Linked DNA regions of Mus musculus: region 2 is linked to region 1. A link is a contact called in public HiChIP or PLAC-seq data. All regions are on one chromosome and are shown on one strand. The core of a region is the stretch at or near the end of the contact, and the rest is flanking DNA. Distances in the headings are between cores, read along the strand shown.

Region 1 (4,582 bases), core at 1,449-3,948:
AAAGTGCTTCCTTGTTGCCTAGTATACACTGTAAAACTTTTCAATTTTTTTCTGAATATTTTAAATTGAGAAAGTTACGTATTTTATCATACACAATGTTATTCTAAAATAGGTACTATGCTATGGCTAAATCAAGCTCATTAACATATGTGTCACTTCGTGTACCTCTGTTTTCATGACTTTTTAAAGTACTAAACTGTAACTGACAACAGTGACTGATGCGTCAATCAGATCCACTATTCCCAACAAAGAGAGGGATGTCTGCCTTAAAATACGCCTCACACACAAGCACAGGTCCCTCGCCAGTCAAGTTTTCTGAATAAAAACAATGAAGAATCCCCCAACCTCTGCTCAGCATCTGACTGTCTCATCTGTAAAGCCTCCTTGCTTTACAGACTCATGCTGAGTGTTTGGTGGTACAGATAACATGTCCTGCAAATCATACTCTGTGGAAGGAGACACACCTATCTGCAGGGCAACCAAGGGCAAGAGACACCAGACAGTCAGGGGCAGAGCTACACCAGAACGCTCATCTCCTATTATCAAAACATGCTTTGTCCAATAGGACCAAAGCACCAAGCGGTCCTAAAGTTGCTCAGTCCAAGTCAATGAAAAGTGTGCACTCTGTGCTTGCCAGTAGAAACAGGCTGAGGGAAAGAAATGCAAGCTACTTAGTCTTTACATTCAAACAAACCACTCTGCATTTCATTAAGATTTAGGAGCTAAGTGAACTAACAAAGTTCCTTTAAGTTCTCTGGGTCTACTTCCTCATTTTTAAAAAAAAAAGAGAGGGGGGGAAAGCTCAATTGAGGAAAAGCTCAATTGGTAAAGTGAAGACCTGAGTTCAATCCGCAGAAACCACATTAAAAAATGCTAGATGTGGTGGTACGTGTTTGTGATTGCCACACTTTTAAGGCCAATACTACAGAAGCAGAGAGGGGAGGGCCCTTGAAGTTTGCCCGAAATCCAGTGTAGCCTATTGGTAAACTCTAGGCCAAAGACAGATGATGTCTCCAATGAGGTAGGTGGTAGTCTTTACAGGAAAAGATGGACATCCATCACTATCATCACCATCAGGTAAGGTAAATTACTTTATAAATTTAGTATAGTGTCTGGAACACAATAAAACACTTAATAGATAGTAGCTGTTGTTTCTTAAATGCCTGCAAAGAGCTGGCCTGTGTGTGCTGTAGGCGTAGGGAGAAGTAACTGCATCTATAAGCAGCATCTCCATGAAGGAGGAGACGCAGTCCCGAGCAGCACAGAGCTGCACTGACACTAAACTCACAATCAGAAGCTTCTCCTTCTGTTTTCTTAACAGCCTTCTTGTTTGCTTTGGACAAAAAGAAAAATACATTGATGCTTATTTCAAAAAAGCAAGTGTGGCTCACCACAGAGCTTCTCAAACTCTGACCTGCAGTAATTCTATGGTCTCGGCTAAATGCTGGTTCTCCTTGACTTATGTCACAGGTCAGTGACCGGGTCTGACCTGCATTTCTCTAACAAGATCCTGGGGGGGGAGGGTGCTGCTGATACAGAAAACTTTGAATAAGAGCTTACAGGATGTCATACTTTAAGAAATCTAACATAAATTAATTAATTAATTAATTAATTTAGTGTTGTTAAGGAGATACTTAACTTCCAAATGCCAAGGTCAGGAAGGTGGGGACACTGTCCTAAGTCCACTATGCTGTACAGGTGCTGAGGGCTCACCAAATGCCAAAACCACCCTGCTCTGCCAGGGCACACTGCACTCAACAGTGTGGACGCTACTCTCCTTGCTTCAACAGATGGTCTCAGAGAACAGAGTGCTTGTAACTGGACGGAGGAATCAAGGGCCGCCCTTGGCAGCTCTGTGGAGTGAAATCTTAGGTGGTGCCGGCATCCCCATCACCTCCAATGTGGTGTGTGTCATGGGTGAGGAAGTGAGACGTTCCCTCTGCTGCTGCTCATGTTTACCCATGATCCTCAGGTGTCTGTTCCTGAGAGAGATCACAGACCACCACCTACCTGAGGAGAAGAAGGGAAGTATATCCGCGGACAGGACAGAAGCACAGCTTTTCAATTCCACTGACAGAGCCAGGTCCTACCAGGGTCTACCTTATCCTTGTGGGAATAACTGAAACTTAAAGCTGCCTTGGTGTTATCAAGGGGAAGGGGCTGTGGAATCACCATCCTCCTTTCTTCTGATTCCTCTCTCACCCCAACCTTTTCAAACAGGGCACTGAAGCAGCAGGCTCAATGCTCACTGGCTTCACAGACAAACCATTAATCTTTTCCACATTACTTATCACCACAGCTAGGATAATATTTGCTCTAATCTAACAGATTTTCATTTCAAAACCAATTGTAAAGCTCAGCAGGGTGCTATATACAACTTTAATGAGAGCTTCTAACCCGAGACTCCTCCAATATGTGCTGCTCAGAACTGTTAAATATTACTGGCTGCAAGTTCTGGAATGAAGCAAGGAAAGGTTCACCAAGGCCCAGCATTCGAACAATTCAATTCCTTCCCTATCTTTTCTAGTTATGTAACTATGAAGCTCTAATAAATCTGATCCACCAGATGACAGATTTGCATTTCCCTTCCGAGCACTGACGACAACCTGACCAACTCCTCCACAGGTCAGCTTACACTGTACCCTATGATTCCCTACAATTAATGCAGAGCAAGGGGGCAGATCTGCAAATCTGTGACAGCTGTTTAATGGGAGCGGTGGAAAGGAGTGGACATATCCTGGCAGTGTGCTTAATGGCTACGCAAACACCGGTCATCAGCCTCAAGTGATTCTGGCAGAAAATTAACTTAGAGATACAAAACTCATTTGGTGAGAAGACCTGCAGCAATCTGCACAGTACGAGACTGTGTAATGAGCAAAGAGGCGAAATGAGAAGAGATTCTAAGTTTCCCTTTAAGAACCCTGGACCCCCGCATGATCACTTTGGAAAGCGGGTGCTTCTACTCTACTGTAAACGCCATTCACGATGCTGTGCGGCTTTCCTTGCCATGACCAAAATGTCACATAAGCACCACACTTTATGAGATAACTGCCAACGTGCTTTTATCATCAAGCTGATCGGTGCTGGATCACAAATTATTATGCCCTAGCTCTAAGAAGGCAGCCAACACACACATCACCTTGCAGCTACCACAGTCCTGGAGGCAGTACAATTATCATCATTCTACAAGCAGGAAAACAAGAAGCCTACATACAGCCACATTTCAACCCCATGCAACAGTTCACTAGAAAACTACGACCTGACGATTATTTCTGGTTTTATCTAAGGCCTGAGCCACATGGGCCAGTCCACAGCTAAAAAGCACAGCTTAGGAAGCTTTGTGTTTCACTCTTAAATGTACAGAAGGTAGAAATATGAAAACCAGAGGAGAATGAAATTCAGGAGTCTGCTCAAAGATCTGACCTCTCTCATCCTGAAAGTCACATTTAACTTGCTAAGATTCATGTAGTATTAACAAAACAGCTTACTGGATGGTAAAAGTACAGTGTCTTAGTTCCCCCAACAAATATAGACCCCCAAAGTCTGCAAAGAAGAGAATCTACACACATCTTCCAGAAAAAAAAAATACACTTTAAGGGGAAAACAGGATTAAGTATTTGGGAAAAAAAAAAAAAGAAGAACAAAATTCAAAACTAAAGATCCAAAAATGTGCCAGGCAGTGGTGGTGCTTGCAAGGGACAGGCGGATTTCTGTGTTTGAGGCCAGCCTGGTCTACAGAGTGAGTTCTAGGACAGTGAGGGCTACACAGAGAAACCCTGTCTCAAATAAATAAATAAATAAATAAATAAATAAATAAATAAATAAATAAATAAATAAATGCTGGCATGGAAATTATTTTCTATAATTTGAAAAAATATAGTTAATAATATTTATATAAAACAAACAGGTCCATATCTTTGGCTGAAAGGTAAAACATAAGAAGATTATTAACCCCTAGAAAAGAAAAAAGAAAAAAAAAAGAAATGTCTGCCTAGAAAAGGACTGGGTTTCCCTGTTTAAATGAGTGCAGATCTCTCCCCAGCAGAACACAAACATCAGGTCTCCCACCAACCACTCAGACATCAAATACGGACATTCTGAAGACGTGTGTTCTCAGAGCACTGTTTACAGTCTACTACTCACACAACGAAAAGACAGCTTCAACTAAACTGCCACTAACTATATGTGAGTGGTAGTGAGCAGTAGTGAAGTGAAACTGAGCAAATCATGCTTTCAGACTTCATTTTAAAAACACTGAGCTGGCTCACTGGGCACACTAATAACTAGCCTCAAATACCAGCTGATGTCACTGTGGGACGGAAAGGTGATGTTTCTAGCTGAATGCCAAACACCCATGTAAAGACCTGCTTCATCTGGTTCTTCTTCTTATGTATAGAAAAATCCCCTCTATGCCTCTACCCACCCACCTAGCACTCACCCCTGCCTGCCCCTTAGTCTCAAGTTCCGAGTTACCTTAGGGACAGCTGTCTCAGTCAGCCCAGTGAAGGGGATTGATTGATGAGGACTCTGCTGCACACAGCAGAACTCAGAATCTTATTCACCCTCAGCTGTGGGCACCTGT
Region 2 (4,582 bases), core at 787-3,286, 200 kb before region 1:
ACAAACAAGCTGTGGAGCTGAAAGGCAGGGTTTCTGTAGAAGATCAGTTCTAATAATTTTTGTATCGGAGTGTTTTACATATGTGACATTTTGTATAATAAACAATTAACTGCCTGCTTCTGACATTTCAAAGTTAATGTGGGAAAGTTATACAACAGTCACAGTGAGCGTCACCTCCCCAAGTGAAGTGGCAAATGGCTATCAGCCTCTAGTTCCGAGGCCCTGTTATTCCTCTCTGCACACCCTGAACCTCTTTGCTGGCAGCCGGCAGGCCATTGTCTTTGATAAACAAGATAATTGATATAAATGGAGGTGTTCTTCTCTGAAATGGTTCTGCAATTGCAGGTTTTTCAGGCTGGAGGTATAATTTTCCTTGTGTCCCATTACTGTTAATCTCTAAATAGATAGATTAGTTAATCTGCCTGCCTTCCATGGGAAGACACTGGGTGAGTCACCCCTCAGCAAAGCCCACAAAACATCAGGTGAAACTAGGGCACAGGAGAAATGATGAGCAGTCGCAGTGACGATCAGGAACATGTGCGTTTTGAGCAGGAGGCTTAGAGCTTCGAGCTAAGAAGAGGTGCATCCTCCTCAGGAAGAGGACGGCTGGCTCTGCCGTGTGGACACTGGGCGCACAGCGAGGAGAGCTGCAGCGCCGGCGTGTGCTTGCTTGCTGCTGCTTTGTTCGAATGGACTAGGCTTTGCAAAGCCTACTTCGTATCATAAGTTAATGCTCAGCCTTCTCAGCCCTCCATTGGGTGGCTTTCTTTATGAAATGTCAAGGATCTAGACTACAGAAGAGCGATGCAAGTTTGCACCCAGTTGTGAAGTCTGCTCTGAAAAACCGCATACATGCACACGTATGTCTGTGTGTGTTTGGTGTACACATACATACATATATGCACAAATGTGTGTATATGTGAAGTGTGACAAGGAAGAATGAATGGGAAGGCATGTGGGCATGAGTCTGGGGGAGAGGCATATGGTCTATCCATGACTCCCCAGAGGAATGCTGTGCATCTTATCACTTAGGGACATGACGGTTTGAAACCATAATAAGCAGCCTTTGGACTGCCTTGGACATTATAATATTTAGGTTAAAGACCAGTTTGCACTCTGAGTAAGGCAAGTCATAGTAAGATGAGCTGTCTCCCAGGCCAGTCCTCTGTGGCAGGGTTATCACACCACCTTTCCGATCCAGCACGCCAAGGGTGCTTTACTGGCCAGTTTAATGTCATCTCTTCGCTGAGCGGTGGGCTTCCCCCGCCTCCTTCCACTTTTGAAAGGTTAGCCTTTCTTCAGAACAGTGCAGGTTTCCTGCAACATCTGTCAGCTTGGCAACGAGCACACCCCAAGGAAATGATGAACATTTGAAGACCATCTAAATACTTGAGGGACCTTTCCTCTTCTCCCCTCTCTCTTTCTGATCCTCTCTTCTCCTGTTTCTCCTAAGAATAGTGGGACAGCCACCTGGCATTTGTCGCTCGCTCACAGTCGCTTACTGCTGATAAAGTGTAAGCCCACTTACAGCTGTGACTTGTTTTTTAAATGAGTTTTGATTTACTCCTTGCGTTGTGATAGCCCTTGGAACCTTGAAGCAGAACCAGCCCGGAAGGCAGCTATGGGCAGAAGCTTTTGTTTAAGGAAAAGAGACTGCTCGGCCCTGGACCGTGAGCACAAAGACGTCTCTGCTCTAATGACTCAGATGATCTTGATCTGATTCAGTAGGTCAGAAATTGCTGTCCCCAGCAAATATCGACCAGAGGGAACTGCTTTCTCGGTTATTCTGAAACTGCCGGCTGCATATTACACTAGCAGGTGCTAATAGTTTTTTGCAGGTCAGTAGAATTGTTATTGGCTCTTCCTTCCTTTCCCCAATCCTTTTACAATCGCAAGGTGGTGTCTCCTGAGCACACAGATCTCCTTGTATGACTCGGATTTGAAATCCCAGGCCTACCCACCATTCCTTAGGGAAGACCTGGCTCTTGGTTACTAGGGAAGGACGACATGAAGAGCTCATTTGAAACTGAAACTCAAACCTCACCGAACTGAGCAGCTAGTGTCACAGAAGGTGGAGAGAAAGAGGGGGCAGCTCTCCTTGTCACACAATAGAGAATTGAAGTCGAGGATGGTTAAATGGCTTCCTTAAGATTGCCTAGAAAGCTGGACTCACAGTCACAATTAGTTTGGGGGGGTCTCTGCTCTCTAGCCTTTGCCTGTTGTAGCAGAAGATAGGGCAGGTGGAGTGGGTGGGGAATTGCCATTTCTCCCTGAAGTATGGAGACCTGAGCTGGGGAGGGCTAGAATGCAGAACCAAGATCTTCCTAACAGATGTAAAAGGATTAGAATGTCATTTTAAAATGCTGTGTTTATTTTGTATACTCCCAAGCACTGACTATAGGCTACTAAAGAGCAGTGGAAGATAAGTTTTATTCTATTTCAGACAAACCTTTTTAAAACCACACTCTAAATTTACAAAAGCCATAGCATCATTTATTTCCTCCGTGTAGATTAACCTTGGCTCCAGAATGCCATGTGAACTGTGGGTTCGGCATGGCATTTTCTGGTACCTCCAACCCTTGTGCTGAGAGAGTGTTAGGCTAGCCTGGGAGCTGGGCAGCCATGTTCCCCACGTTCCCAGTAGTGCACACCCGCCCCCCCCCCCAACCCAGTGTACCATCACCTCAGCTCCATGGCTCTGATAGTGCCTGAGTTGAACACTGAGAGGCTTGAGAGACAAGCTGTTCCCTTGGCCATGCCCTGGGGCTTGGTGAAAGAGCCCTGTGGTCAGAAGCTGTCCTACCCTGACCCACTCCTCTCTCCTCGGGCCAGTTGTGTTCTCCCAAGATCCCTCTCTGCTAGGCCATCCAGGGCAACAGGGGGCCACAGCCTCTGAGAACCCACTGTTCCTGTGAGCCTTCTCTCTAGGCCTCAAGAGGCTATGCAGGAAGCAGATACAGAGTGGCTTCTCTGTAATGTCTGGAGCCCATGTGACATTTGAATTCTTCACTATTGCTTCAACTTTTAGTGAAAGCTTAAATATTATAGTCAGTGATGCATTCTCACATTTTAAGAAACATTCTCACAAGCCAGGCATGGTGGCGCTTACCTTTAATCCCAACACTCGTGAGGCAGAGGCAGGCTGATCTCTGAGTTGGAGGCCAGCCTGGTCTACAGAGTGAGTTCCAGGACAGCCAGGGCTACATAGAGAAACCCTGTCTCGTAAAACCACACACACACACACACACACACACACACACACACACAAAGAAAGAAAAAAGAGAAACATTCTCACATTTTAAGACTTGAGGGCTATTTGTAATCCTAGAACCAATCTAACTTAAACTTGTTGAATTCAGAACCAGATGCAGTCTCCAGCTTAGAGACAAGCTACCAGGTTATTAAAGGGTAGTTAGACATAATAATAACTTCCTAACAAGAGCATTAAACTTCTGCATCTGTGGGGCTTTTCTGAGGCTTTTGCACATTCTTGTTCCCTGAGCAGGGTAAAAAGCTACTCCCCAATAGGACATCTCTACTCTCTGGTCACAAGATTGTGATCTGACAAGCTACTTAATCCAGTAACGTGGAACAAGGACATTCGTTGGTTTCAGTATCTTCCAAGACATAAGGAAAAATAATCCCTGCAAATCTTACAGCACATGCACAGCACGACACCCTCCTGTGCAGTTCCAGTGACTGTTGTGTGCTGGGTATTTTTCCAGGCTAGCAGTACGGAAAACCTCTCGGAGCAGAGGTTGTCTCTCTCTGGCAGATTGTGTCACTGCATTGAAAAATTGCCTGAGTTCAGACACAGGGCTGGATGCCTGGCTGTCTCTTCTTACAGCTGGAAATACCTTTGCCCAGGCTTTCAAAGGCCAGTGTGAACACAGAGTGAATTTGATGGCCTCTGTCAGCGTGCATACGTGAGGTCCATTGTCCTTAGCCCCCCTCTCTGCAGCTCCTGAGGATACCTGTCTCTGAGTTATCTTCCAGAGCTGCAGTATTCAGAGCTAGGACTTCAGAGGTGACAGTTTGAGGCATGGAGCTGGGGCACATTCGAAGGCTGGAGAGCTCTTGGCTCTCTTGTGCTGGGCAGGATGGAGGCCAGCATGATTGAGAAAGCACAATGTGTGTGTATGGGGAGGTGTGGACAGATGTGGTGAGAAGTGGCAGTGTGAGGATGGGAGCTGGCACAGGAGATCAGATGTGGGATGGCACTCACCGAAAGAGAGGAAAACCAAGAAGAAAGTAGAACAGAGGGCTGGGTAGGGGCCAGGGCTCCTCTGCAGGGACTGAGCACTCAGTGCTACTCCCTGGATTTTTCTGGGCTGGGTTTGGGTTTGGGAAGGTGGGATCCTTCTCCCTGAGAAGCCTGGGAGAAGCTTTGGCAATTGATCACACACTGCTTATGATCAATGACTTTTTCCTCACATGTGATGTAACACATGGTTGGTAGTGACTTCTCTTCTCATAGATAAAACCAGGAGTCAGTGTAATTTGGCGCATACTTTGAGAAACACATTTGTGCTGTGTTTTGATAGCTTTCAAGAAAGATGGCCTTGTTCTCTAATTAGCTATT

Evidence for each region. HiChIP or PLAC-seq counts read pairs in DNA pulled down with a chosen protein or histone mark.
Region 2: a contact with region 1 is called in a PDX1 HiChIP or PLAC-seq map of a beta-TC-6 cell line, with 3 times the contacts expected there. The contact joins two enhancer-like sites. A contact is called at or near these places in 1 of 39 promoter capture datasets (hippocampal neurons), 1 of 15 datasets of contacts at CTCF or cohesin (the NIH/3T3 cell line), 4 of 484 Hi-C or Micro-C datasets (the AML12 cell line, cerebellar granule neurons, nephron progenitors and 1 more), 1 of 115 datasets of contacts at active chromatin or transcription factors (a beta-TC-6 cell line) and 1 of 9 other capture datasets (liver).

The regions. Positions count from the first base shown.
Region 1 is chr17:30,108,962-30,113,543 of GRCm38.p6, reverse strand. The region is part of intron 2 of Zfand3 (zinc finger, AN1-type domain 3); the gene reads right to left. Among named protein-coding and RNA genes, the nearest start is that of Zfand3, 110 kb to the right of the region's middle. Within about 2 kb of position 2,698, at least 16 of the 459 cell types and tissues checked have an H3K27ac peak or open chromatin away from gene starts, as enhancers often do.
Region 2 is chr17:30,304,530-30,309,111 of GRCm38.p6, reverse strand. All of the region lies in intron 7 of Btbd9 (BTB (POZ) domain containing 9), which reads left to right. Among named protein-coding and RNA genes, the nearest start is that of Btbd9, 270 kb to the left of the region's middle. Within about 2 kb of position 2,036, at least 13 of the 459 cell types and tissues checked have an H3K27ac peak or open chromatin away from gene starts, as enhancers often do.